2 separate regions of the Oryctolagus cuniculus genome follow, and region 1 is linked to region 2. Evidence: chromatin contacts called from public Micro-C data. All regions are on one chromosome and are shown on one strand. Each heading gives the region's core, a stretch centred on a gene start, on an enhancer-like site or on the middle of the called end of the contact. The rest is flanking DNA. Distances are from core to core; before and after follow the strand shown.

The links. A called contact is a pair of places that touch in the nucleus more often than the background predicts.
Region 1: a contact with region 2 is called in a Micro-C map of ear pinna, with 5 times the contacts expected there. The contact joins the promoter of CTDSPL2 here to the promoter of GOLM2 in region 2.

The regions. Positions count from the first base shown.
Region 1 is chr12:67,355,570-67,361,299 of mOryCun1.1, reverse strand. CTDSPL2 (CTD small phosphatase like 2) reads right to left here and starts at 2,468. Exons shown (of 14, transcript XM_070054119.1): 1 at 625-2,468.
Region 2 is chr12:67,225,087-67,230,196 of mOryCun1.1, reverse strand. It overlaps GOLM2 (golgi membrane protein 2), which reads right to left and starts at 1,543. Exons shown (of 10, transcript XM_002717928.5): 1 at 834-1,543. The coding sequence starts at 1,160.

The DNA of each region.
Region 1 (5,730 bases), core at 1,219-3,718, 130 kb before region 2:
GAAATATAATAAAATTCACCCTTAAATGACCACCATGAACACCAGGGGCCTTCCACATGAGCTGTTCCTCACTGTCACTCTTGATTTGAAAAAGTAACCATGTCAACTCAGTATTTTAACAGTACAATAGATAAACAGGACTTTATGAAATCCCTTCTCCCCGACTCTCGAAAGGTGTTTATAATCAGTGAGACACAGCAACGCCCCCCATAAGCACCCCACTAGAAAGAATGAAACACTGAAAAAACCAAGTGGATCAAGAAGGTTAGCAAGGCTGATCTTCTAACTTAATTCCCCACAGGGACCACAAGGTTGGGGACTAGGAACGTGAGATCGGGGTGGGGGTGGGTAGCGAAGTGAAATCTAACCCCAGAAATCACAACACAGGCCGCAGCCTCTGAGCTGAAGCTGGCGGGAAGTGAGCTCCCTTTCCGTTCCCAGGGGAAAGTCCAGAGAACAGCGGCTCCACACAGTGGAAGTATGAGGCGCCAACAGTGCATGCCTACCAAGGCGCCGGAGCCGCTGGAGGACCGGGCTGAGAAGGGGAGGAGATCCCGGCAGACGGCCCTGGAAGAGGAGGACTGAGGCTGGGAGCAGAGGCAGCGTCTGGACGAAGGGACTTACCTAACTGTGACGACAGAGAAGTGTCCTCGGTCTCCGGCAATGGTTCCGACTGCGCAATGTGTGGTGTCTTTCCCGCGTAGCCCGCAGCAGCAACAGAACCAGCTCCTTCAGCCAGTCGCCATTTCCCGCCTACCGACCTGCTGCACCGCACGAACAGGGACCCGGATGGAAAGCGGCCTCTCCGCGCAGGCGCCTTAGCTTCCTCCTCCCCCTCCCGCCACAATTCTGCGAGGTGGGAGGGGAGGAATGCGGGCGGCTACAGCAGGAGGTGGGGGCGGGGGCGGGGGGAACACCACCAAACCACTTTTACTTCCGTGAAGAATGTCGAAGCTGCTGAAGCCCGAACAAACTCTCGAGTCCGGGTTCCTGGCAGAGATTGAACATTGGTCCTTAGGGCTGGAGGGGGTAGGAAAGGACAAAACCTGTCAGGCTGCGCCGGGGCCTGGGGGATATGTGTACTTCAGGGGCCTCCGTAGCCGCCTGTGGAGTGGTCGCAGGGGGAGTAGGGAGTAAAGCGTTAGTAGAGGCGGGGACCCGAAAGGACGGTTTTTCCTCCGGCTGCTAACGGAACTGCTTAGGCCGAGCAGGGAGGGGGAGCGCGCCCTGGCCCCGGAGGCGGAGCTTGGGAATGCGTCGCGTTCCCTGGCGGCTAGGTTTAGCACCCGTGGGCGCGCCAGATGGGTGGAGCCGAGCTGGACCGGGCGGGACTAACGGCTTGGCGCGCTGGAGGAGGTGGTTTGTGGAGAGCGCTGCCTGGGGCGAGTAAAAACCGGATCACGCATCTTTTCCTGGGATCCCAGCGGCCCCTGAAGGTGTTCTTTCCGGCTCGCTGACTGGAAGGCAGAGAGTAGTGGCTCCTTGGATCAGTCGTCAGATTCACGCCCTTGGATTCCACGTGATGTAGGCGGTAGGGCTACAAGCTGAGAACTCAGATCTTTCAAACAGCGTGTACCTGCAAGCCTGGGTCAAGGGACGGCCAGCTCCAACAGAAAATGTATCCGAAACGGCTAGTCCTAGTGGTTGGAAGAGCATTATCTTTTAACAAAAAATCCTAGGCCACTTTCATTATTCGTCCAGGATTTAATTATTGAGGGGCGGGCATTGTGGGGCAATGGATTAAACCACCACTTGGGACTCCCGCATTCCAAAGCAGATTGCCAGTTCCAGAGCTCTTCCGCTTACGATCCAGCTTCCTGCTTAATGTGCACTCTCAGAGGCAGCAGATCATGGCTTCAGTACTTGGATTCTTGCCGCCCACATGGAGGACAGATGGAGTTCCTGGCTCCTGGCTTCAGCCTAGCCCAGCCCTGGCTGTTAGGGGAATTTGAGGTGTGAACCAACGGATGGAAGCTCTCTCTGTTTTCCTCTTTCTGTCACAATGCCTTTCAAATAAATAAACCTTAAAAAGAAAAAAAATAGGGCCAGCGCTTGGCTCTTGGCTTCCCATCAGCCAAGCTCCCGCTGCTCAGGCTGTTAGGAAAATGACACAGTCTTATCTATGGCGCGATCTACACCCTGACAACATCCTAGGCTCTAGCCCCCACCTCCATGCTGGAAGCTAGGTGGCCACATGGCCCAACCACCATGTCAGCCCCATCCCCCTCCTGACGGGATTCACTGCTCCTGCTTCCCTGCCCGCCCTACGGCAACGTTTTAAAAGGACCTGTTCCTGAACACGTGGTGCTCCTCTCTCCCCTCCTCTCTCTCTAGTCTCCTCTGCTCTCGCTCCTCTCTCTCAGCTCCTCTCTCCTGCTCACGCTCTTCTCTCCTCTCCTCTCTCTTTTCCTTCCTCACCCTTTCCCTCCGGCCTGCTGGGTTTCCCCCAATAAACTCTCCCCTACTCAGGTGTCTGGTGTGTTTTGTGGCAGCCTTACGTTGGTGCCGAAACCCCCCCGGGACCTTACAACAGCCTTTTGGGGAGTGAACCAGCTGATGAAAGATCTCTCTCTCTCTCTCTCTCTCTCTCCCTCCCTCCCTCCCCTCTCTTCTGCTCTCCTCTCCTCTCTCTCTCTGTAACTCTGCCTTTCAAATAAATGAACCAGTAAAAAAAAATTATATTTAGATGCAAGACAGTGGTTATAGGAAAAAAACTAGTAGCATGCATTTTTACCTACTTTTTTAAACCATTCAAAACTGCAATCTGAAACATTAACAAGGTGTTCACAAAGTCATGTAATAGAAATACCAATAGTCTTTTAATATGTCCTTTATTCCAAGGTGTAGGTTAAATATCCATAATCCAAAATCCAAAACTTTTTGAGTACCATCATGAAACTACATGTAGAAAACACACAAGGGGCCGCTGCTGTGGCGTAGCGTTATGGTAAGGCCACCGCCCGCAGTGCTGGCATCCCATATGGGTGTCATTCAAGTCCCGGCTGCTCCACTTCTGATCCAGCTGCCTTGCTAATGCACCTGGGAAGGAAGTGGAAGATGGCCCAAGTCCTTGGGCCCCTGCACCCACTTGGGAGATCCGGAAGTAGCTCCTGGCTCCTGGTTTCAGATTGGCCTGGCTCAGCCATTGCAACCATTTGGGAGTGAACCAGAGGACGGAAAATTTCTCTCTCTCTGCCTCTGCTTCTGCCTCTCTGTAACTTTACCTTCCAAATAAATAAATCTTAAAAAAGAAAAAGATGGGCCAGTGCCATGGCACAGTGGGTTAATCCTCTGCCTGCAGTGCCAGAATCCCATATGGGCGCCGCTTCGAGTCCCGGCTGCTTCTCTTCCAATCCAGCTCTCTGCTGTGGCCTGGGAAAGCAGTAGAATATGGTCCAAGTCCTTGGGCCTCTGCACCCACGTGGGAGACTGGGAAGAAGCACCTGGCTCCTGGCTTCGGATCGGCGAAGCTCTGGCCATTGTGGCCATTTGGAGAGTGAACCAATGGATGGAAGACTTTCCTGTCTCTCCCTCTCACTGTCTGTAACTCTACCTCTCAAATAAATAAATAAAATCTTGGATGGAAGGAAGGAAGGAAAAAAGGAAGGAAGGAAGGAAGGAAGGAAGGAAGGAAGGAAGGAAGGAAGATAGATACAGGCGGACGTTGTTATGCAAAGGGTAAAGCTGCTGCCTGCCGTGCTGGCATTCCACATGGACGCCAGTTCAAGTCGCAGCTGTTCCGTTCTCATCCAGCTCCCTATAAATGGCATGGAAAAAGCAGTAGAAGATGGCCCACATGCCTGGGCCTCTGCCACCTACATGGGAGACCTGGATGAAGCTCTTGGCTCCTGGCCCATCCCTGGCCATTGCAGCCATCTGGGGAGTGAACCAGCAAATGTAAGATCTCCATCTCTCCCTCTCTTTCTGTACTTCTTTCAAATAAGTAAATATTACAAAAATTCATATAAAAAAGAAAATTCCACACTTCATGTGATAGGGCAGAATCAAAACACATATGCACTTAGACTCTATAGAAACTGCATATGAAACATAATAAAATTTTGTGTTTAGACTTAGGTTCCAATCCCCAAAATATCTCATTATGTATATGGAGATATCCCAGAATCTGAAAAAGCCTGCAATTTGAAACACTCTATTTTCAAGCTTTTCAGACAAGGGATACTCAACCTGTATATGAAATATATTTACCTTTTACCTGAAATATAGACATATGTACTTCATAATTCATTATTAATATTTTATATGTAGGGGCCAGCGCTGTGGCTCACTCGGTTAATCCTCCGCCTGCAGCGCCGGCATTCCATGTGGGTGCCAGGTTCTAGTCCCGGTTGCTCCTCTTCCAGTCCAGCTCTCTGCTGTGGCCCGGGAGTGCAGTGGAGGATGGCCCAAGTGCTTGGGCCCCTGCACCCGCATGGGAGACCAGGAAGAAGCACCTGGCTCCTGGCTTCAGATCGGCACAGCGTGCCAGCCGTAGCAGCCATTTGGGGAGTGAACCAACAGAAGGAAGACCTTTCTCTCTGTCTCTCTCTCACTGTCTAATCTCTACCTATCAAATAAAAAAAATTTTTTTATATGTTTTCATTTCATTATAATTCACTAAAGCAGTAATACACTAAATATTGAAATATCAGAATTGCATTTTGCTCCAATACTTTAATTACTTAATGGCAATGGCACTTAATTACTTAACAGGCAAAGCTGAACTCTTTATTCTCAGACTTGCTTCTCCTTCAGTGTTCTCCATCTTACTGAATGCAGTTTTCCTTACTCATAACCCATGTCCAATGCATTATAAAGCATAATAAATAGATTCAACCAACCATGGGCTGAAAATATGTTTTGTTTTGTTTTATTTTGTTTTGTCTTTGTTTTCAGAGTTAGAGAGGGAGATACAAAAAGAGAGATTCCCCCATCTGCTGTTTCAATCCCTAAATGGCTGCAACGGCCAGAGCCAGACCCTTCAGAAGCCAACAACCAGAAGCTTCATCCTGGTCTCCCACAGGGGTGCAGGGGCCCAAACACCTGGGCCATCTTCTGCTACTTTCTCAGGCTCATGAGCAGGGAGCTGGATCAGAGCAGAACAGCCGGGAGGAGACCTGTGCCCTCATGGGAAGCCAGTATTGCAAGCAGCAGCTTAACCCTTTATGCCACAAAATATTTTTCAATTGGATTTGTACTAAACATGCACAGACTATTTCTTGTCATTATTCCCAAAACAATACAATATAATAACTAATTACATAGCATTTACATTGTATAAGGTAATTTAAGTGATCAAAATATACAGGAGGATTGCTTAGGTGATATGCAAACACAATGCTATGTTACATGTGGGACTTCAGCATCTGTGGAAGTTGGGATCCAGAGGGGATTCTGGAACCAATCTCTCTGTCATACTGAGCGATGACTGCATATCCTGAATCCAAACATTTCTCACTACCCCAACTATCTCCCTAGTTCAAGAACCATCACCTCTCACCTGGAGTACTCTAAGAGCCTTGAAGTCTTTCTGCTTCACCCTTCACTCTTTTCAACATGACAGCCAGTGATTACTTAAAATGACAGATTTCCCATAACCCTTAAAATAAAGTCTTCCCTCTGAAAAGTAAGGACTTCATTCTTGTCTACCTTGATGATCACATTCCTTACCTCTTGCTCTTTGTACTCTAGGAATTCTTTGAAAAGGGTGCATTCCTGCATCAAAGGGCT
Region 2 (5,110 bases), core at 294-2,793:
GCAACAGAAGGGGCAAGTCCCAAACAAATACAGTTATCAATATGTTGGAGAAAACAAAGATCATTTAGTAGCAAGTATGAGTACAGTCCAGTTTTAAACTTTTTAAGTTTAAACTTTGTATCGTCTGCCATAAACTTCAACTACTAAGGTACACAAAATGTCTTTTTTCAAAGACAATGAGGACACAGACAGGAGATTCTGCTGTTGCTCAGAATTTATTTTTAGGGTCTACCTTTTGGGTTAATTTCATTAACAATTCAAACTGAATACATAATTATGGCTTCATTATGTCCAAGTCACCACGGTGGCCCATATATGGCTCCAAGGCCCATCTATCCTAACATTTTGATCACAAAAAGCTATTAATATTTGATTTAGTTATTTAATACATTGCACTATCGAAATTTGAAGCCACTGCTTCAAAAATGTGAATTCCCTATGTGGAGGAGGCCCTGTTCTTTAAATAAAGAAATCACTGTCAATCGGTGTGCACAGAATAAGGATGAGACCACCATCTCCACGAAAACCTGGCAGCCTCCAGATTTGTATGTCTGTGAGCCTAAGGCGGCCACATAGGCCAGATGACTACTACTGCCAGCTCAGCAGCTGAGCTTGAGGGGAAAGGCGGCATCACACGCAAGCCACTCTGGAGAACCACAACTTACAGCCAGTTTTGTCTGGCAGGGGCTGGAGAATGTGACACTGCTAGACCGGGGAAAAGTCTGAAACATGGTTGTTGAGGCAAAGGGAGCCTCCAGGGCTACAGATCAGGCAACTGCTGCTGGGCCAATACCCCACGCCGGAGCCGTACCAAACTCTGGGCTCGTCCTTACCTTGTCATCTTCGCATCTCTTCCCCAGGCCCTCCCTGGCCTGCAGCCGGCTGCTCAGGCGACCGTAGTCGGCCTCTTTCTGGTCGATCTGTTTCTTGTGCGTGTCCACCAAGAGCAAGAGGTCCGAATTGCGCTTCTCCAGGCGCCCGCGGGCCACCTCGGTGCGCTGGACCTGGCCCTGCAGCTCGGCCACCTCCTCCTGGAGCAGGACGTGGCGGGAGGAGATGCTCCAGTAGTTGAAGGCAAGGACAACGATCACCACTAGAAGCACCACCAGCACGAAGGAGGGCAGGCGGCCAGCCCGCCGGTTGGCCCCGAAACCCACCATGGGGCCGAGCCGGGCCGTACCCTGGGGGCCTCGCAGCCGACACCTGCAAGCAGAAGCTCAGGCCTCGGCTACTGAATTGCCCGGGGACGCGGCCCCAGGGCCGGGCGAAACAGGAGGCGGGTTTATCCGCTCGCTGGCGAGCTGGAGAAGGGGGCGGGGCCGCAAGCCGCAGGTCCCTCCCCGCCCCCCCTCCTCAAGTCTGGTCAAAGCGCGTTCCGGAGGCTTTGAACCCGACCCTGAGCCCACCGACTAGAACCGGGAGAACCCCGCTGTCTGCACCCCCGGCCCAACACCTCAGGGCTTGGGGGCGGGGAAAGGAGGCGGAAGGGGACGGATTTGACATGGCCCCGCCCACTGACGGGGGCCGGTCTCTTAGGGGGCCATTTCCTCGTTTCCGACGACCCTCTTCTCGCGAGATAGCGGGTTTCCTCTCTCTCGCTCAGTCCTTTCTCGCGAGGGTTATCTTTGTTGAGTAGGGTGCAACGTGAGTTTTGGCGGTCTGAGATATGTACCTGGGCTGGTGTCCGTTTGACTGTAACGTGCTTGATTCCCTGGATCTAAGGTCTAAGGAGTCCTGCCCTGCGTCGTCCCTCACGCGGATTTTGGTTTTTGAGGACGTCAAGAGTTAACGACCTCGAAGTAGGGAAAACAGCCGGACAAGGATGATTGTAAACGTTTCATGTTTGCCTCATTCGAGGGGATTGTTGTTGTTTTTGCTAGGTGTAGAAAGAAAACGACAACAAGACAAGTAGCAATGCCCCCAAACGTTACGGAAAAGAGTGGGACCACATAAGCTTTGGGACTGAAAGGGATGGTGCCAGCCTGGTTTCCAACGTTACCGCATTCGCGAACCTAAAGAATCTGTGTGGCGAGCCCTTATTTTTAAATGCAATGCTGCTTTTGCCTCCACTAGGCTTCCAAACAGAAAGCTCAGAAGCCGCCCTCAATGAATAGTATCCAATGCACTGTTACTGACAATCGAACATGCTCTGGATGAGAAACAAGGGTTCTTACAAATTGTTTTTGCACGCCTAGTCACATCCTCTCAACAACAGTTATGTAGATGAAATCCAACATACAAAGATGTTCAGAGAATTTCTCAAAGTCTCGAATCTTGTTTGAACTCTGTTGTTAAACGCTTGAATCTGTATCATTGCTCTTTGCAGTCTACCCAATTAACCTGCTTTAGGCACAGCGATCATTCGGTGAAACAGAGAAAACCCCGCGTCTTGTTTTCTCTATATATTTCCTTTGTTCGTGTGTAAACACTTAAATGGTTACTAGTCCTAACCTAGGATGGAGTTGCTTTATTTCCCAGGTTCAAGAACTCTTTAAGCATAAAACCCTATGAATGCAAAAACTTTGGTATTCTTATTCAAATTAAGTGGTATGAGGCAGGAAGCCTTGTCATCTCTGAATAATTATTCAATGCTTCATGTCTGTTTCAAAAATGAAGTTACTACAGTAGCTTGGAAGAATTGTTGCACCTTTAAAAAGAAATGGTTTCTCTTTCATATATAGTGTTCAAAAAATAATGCCAAAATTATTTATATGTAGTTCACCTCAAACTCGAACCTTTTGCTCTTTGCTCCCTAACATCTGGGAAATCTCCTATACGCTCAGATGACAAGGAGACTTTGACAAAAGGAAGCAGGGCAACAAAAACAAATTATTAACTGTGAGGAGCCTTCCCACCTCTCCTTTCCTCCACTCAGCTTGGCCTTTCTTTGCTCAGCCAGCAGTTGGAAGTTAGTCTATAAAATGATGTTAACTACTTAAGATGTTACACTTTCCAAGAGTATTTTCTTTTTACATGGGATTCCAATCTAAAAATATAATATTGTATGGGACAGGGACATACATTTTCTTTTTGGGTGCTTTTTTTTTTTTAAGATTTATTTATTTACTTGAAAGTCAGAGTTACACAGAGAGAGGAGAGGCAGAGAGAGAGATCTTCCATCCAATGGTTCACTTCCCAATTGGCCGCAACGGCCAGAGCTGTGCCAATCCAAAGCCAGGAGCTTCTTCCAGGTCTCCCACATGGGTGCAGAGGCCCAAGGACTTGGGCCATCTTCCACTGCTTTCTCGGGCCACAGCAGAGAGCTGCATAGGAAGTGGAGCTGCCGGGTCTCAAACCGGCGCCCATATGGGATGCCGGCGCTTCAGGCCAGGGCATTAACCCACTGTGCCACAGCGCTGATCCCCTTTTTGGGTGCTTTTAAAAGAATTATTTGATACTATTATCCCATTTTACAGATTCAGAAGTGGCTTGTCCATTCATACATCTAGTAAATGTCAGTGCTGAAGCTTGAAAGCCAATCCAATTTCTACTTTTCCCCAGGCAACTTTTTCTTTCTGTTTTGATGGCTATCAAGCTACATCTATTAATAAGTCCAGTCCAGATATCATCAAGACTGTGTATAAGTCCTCTCCTGTAGATAATTCTGGGTTAAACATTTAAAAATTTAGGTAGCAGGGGCTGGTGCTGTGGCACAGTAGGTTAAAGCCCCAGCCTGCAGTGCCAGCATCCAATATGGGCACCAGTTTGGGTCCCAGCTGCTCTACTTCTGATCCAGCTCCCTGCTAATGTGTCTAGGAAGGCAGTAGAGGATGGCCCAAGTCCTTGGGCCCCTGCACCCATATGAGATACCCAGAAGAGGCTCCTGGCTCCTGGCTTTGGATCAGCCCAGCTCTGGCTGTTGTGGCCATTTGGGGAATGAACCAGTGAATGACTGACTCTCTCCCTCTCTCTATAACTCTCTCTCTCTCTCTCTCTTTTTTTTTTTTTTTTTTTTTTTGACAGGCAGAGTGGACAGTGAGAGAGAGAGACAGAGAGAAAGGTCTTCCTTTTGCTGTTGGTTCACCCTCCAATGGCTGCTGTGGCTGGTGCGCTGCGGCCAGCGCACCCTGCTAATCCGAAGGCAGGAGGCAGGTGCTTCTGGTCTCCCATGGGGTGCAGGGCCCAAGCACTTGGGCCATCCTTCACTGCACTCCCTGGCCACAGCAGAGAGCTGGCCTGGAAGAGGGGCAACCGGGACAGAATCCGGCGCCCCGACCGGGACTAGAACCCGATGTGCCGGCGCCTCTAGGTGGAGGATTAGCCTATTGAGCCGCGGCTCCAGCTTATAACTCTCTTTCAAATAAATGAATATTTTAAACAATATTTTAAAAATTAGGTAACAATTTCTTGCCGGCACTGTGGTGCAGCGGGTTAAGCTGCCGTCGACAGCATTGGCATCCCATATGGGTGCTGTTTGAGACCTGGCTTGCGCCACTTCCTCTCCAGCTCTCTGCAGGGGAAGATGGCCTAAGTGCTTGGGCCCCTGCACTCACATGGAGGACCCAGAAGAAGATCCCAATGCCTGGCTTATGCCTGGCCTATTTGGGGGAGAGAACCAGCAGGTGGAAGATAGCTCACTCGCTTGCTTGCTCTCTCTCTCTCTCTCTCTCAGGCTCTCCCTCTTTGTAATTCTTTCAAATAAATAAATATTTAAAAATATATTTTAGGTAACTGTCAATTTCTTAAGCCCGGTGATCAATGGTTACATCAACAGTGATAAATCATTTTGATAGTATTTATGTTGATATGATGTGATAATGGTAACACATAATAGTTTTCCTCTGAAAAATTTATAACTCTAATCATAAGAAAGACATAGACAAAACCCAGCTGAAGGGACGTTCTACAGAATACCTGGCCAGTACTCCTTGAAACTGTCAAGATTATCAAAGACAGAGACAGGGACAGGTGTTTGGCCTAAGGAGCAAGACCATTAAGATGCTGCTTGAGATGTTTGGATTTGAGTCTTGCTCTGCTCCTGATTTTAGAGCTTCCTGCAATTGTGGGAGGCAGTAGGCAAATGGCTCAAGAAACTGGATCTTGCCACCCACATGGGATACTTGATTGAGTTCGTGACTTCAGCCCCAGGTAAATGCCATTGTGGGCATAT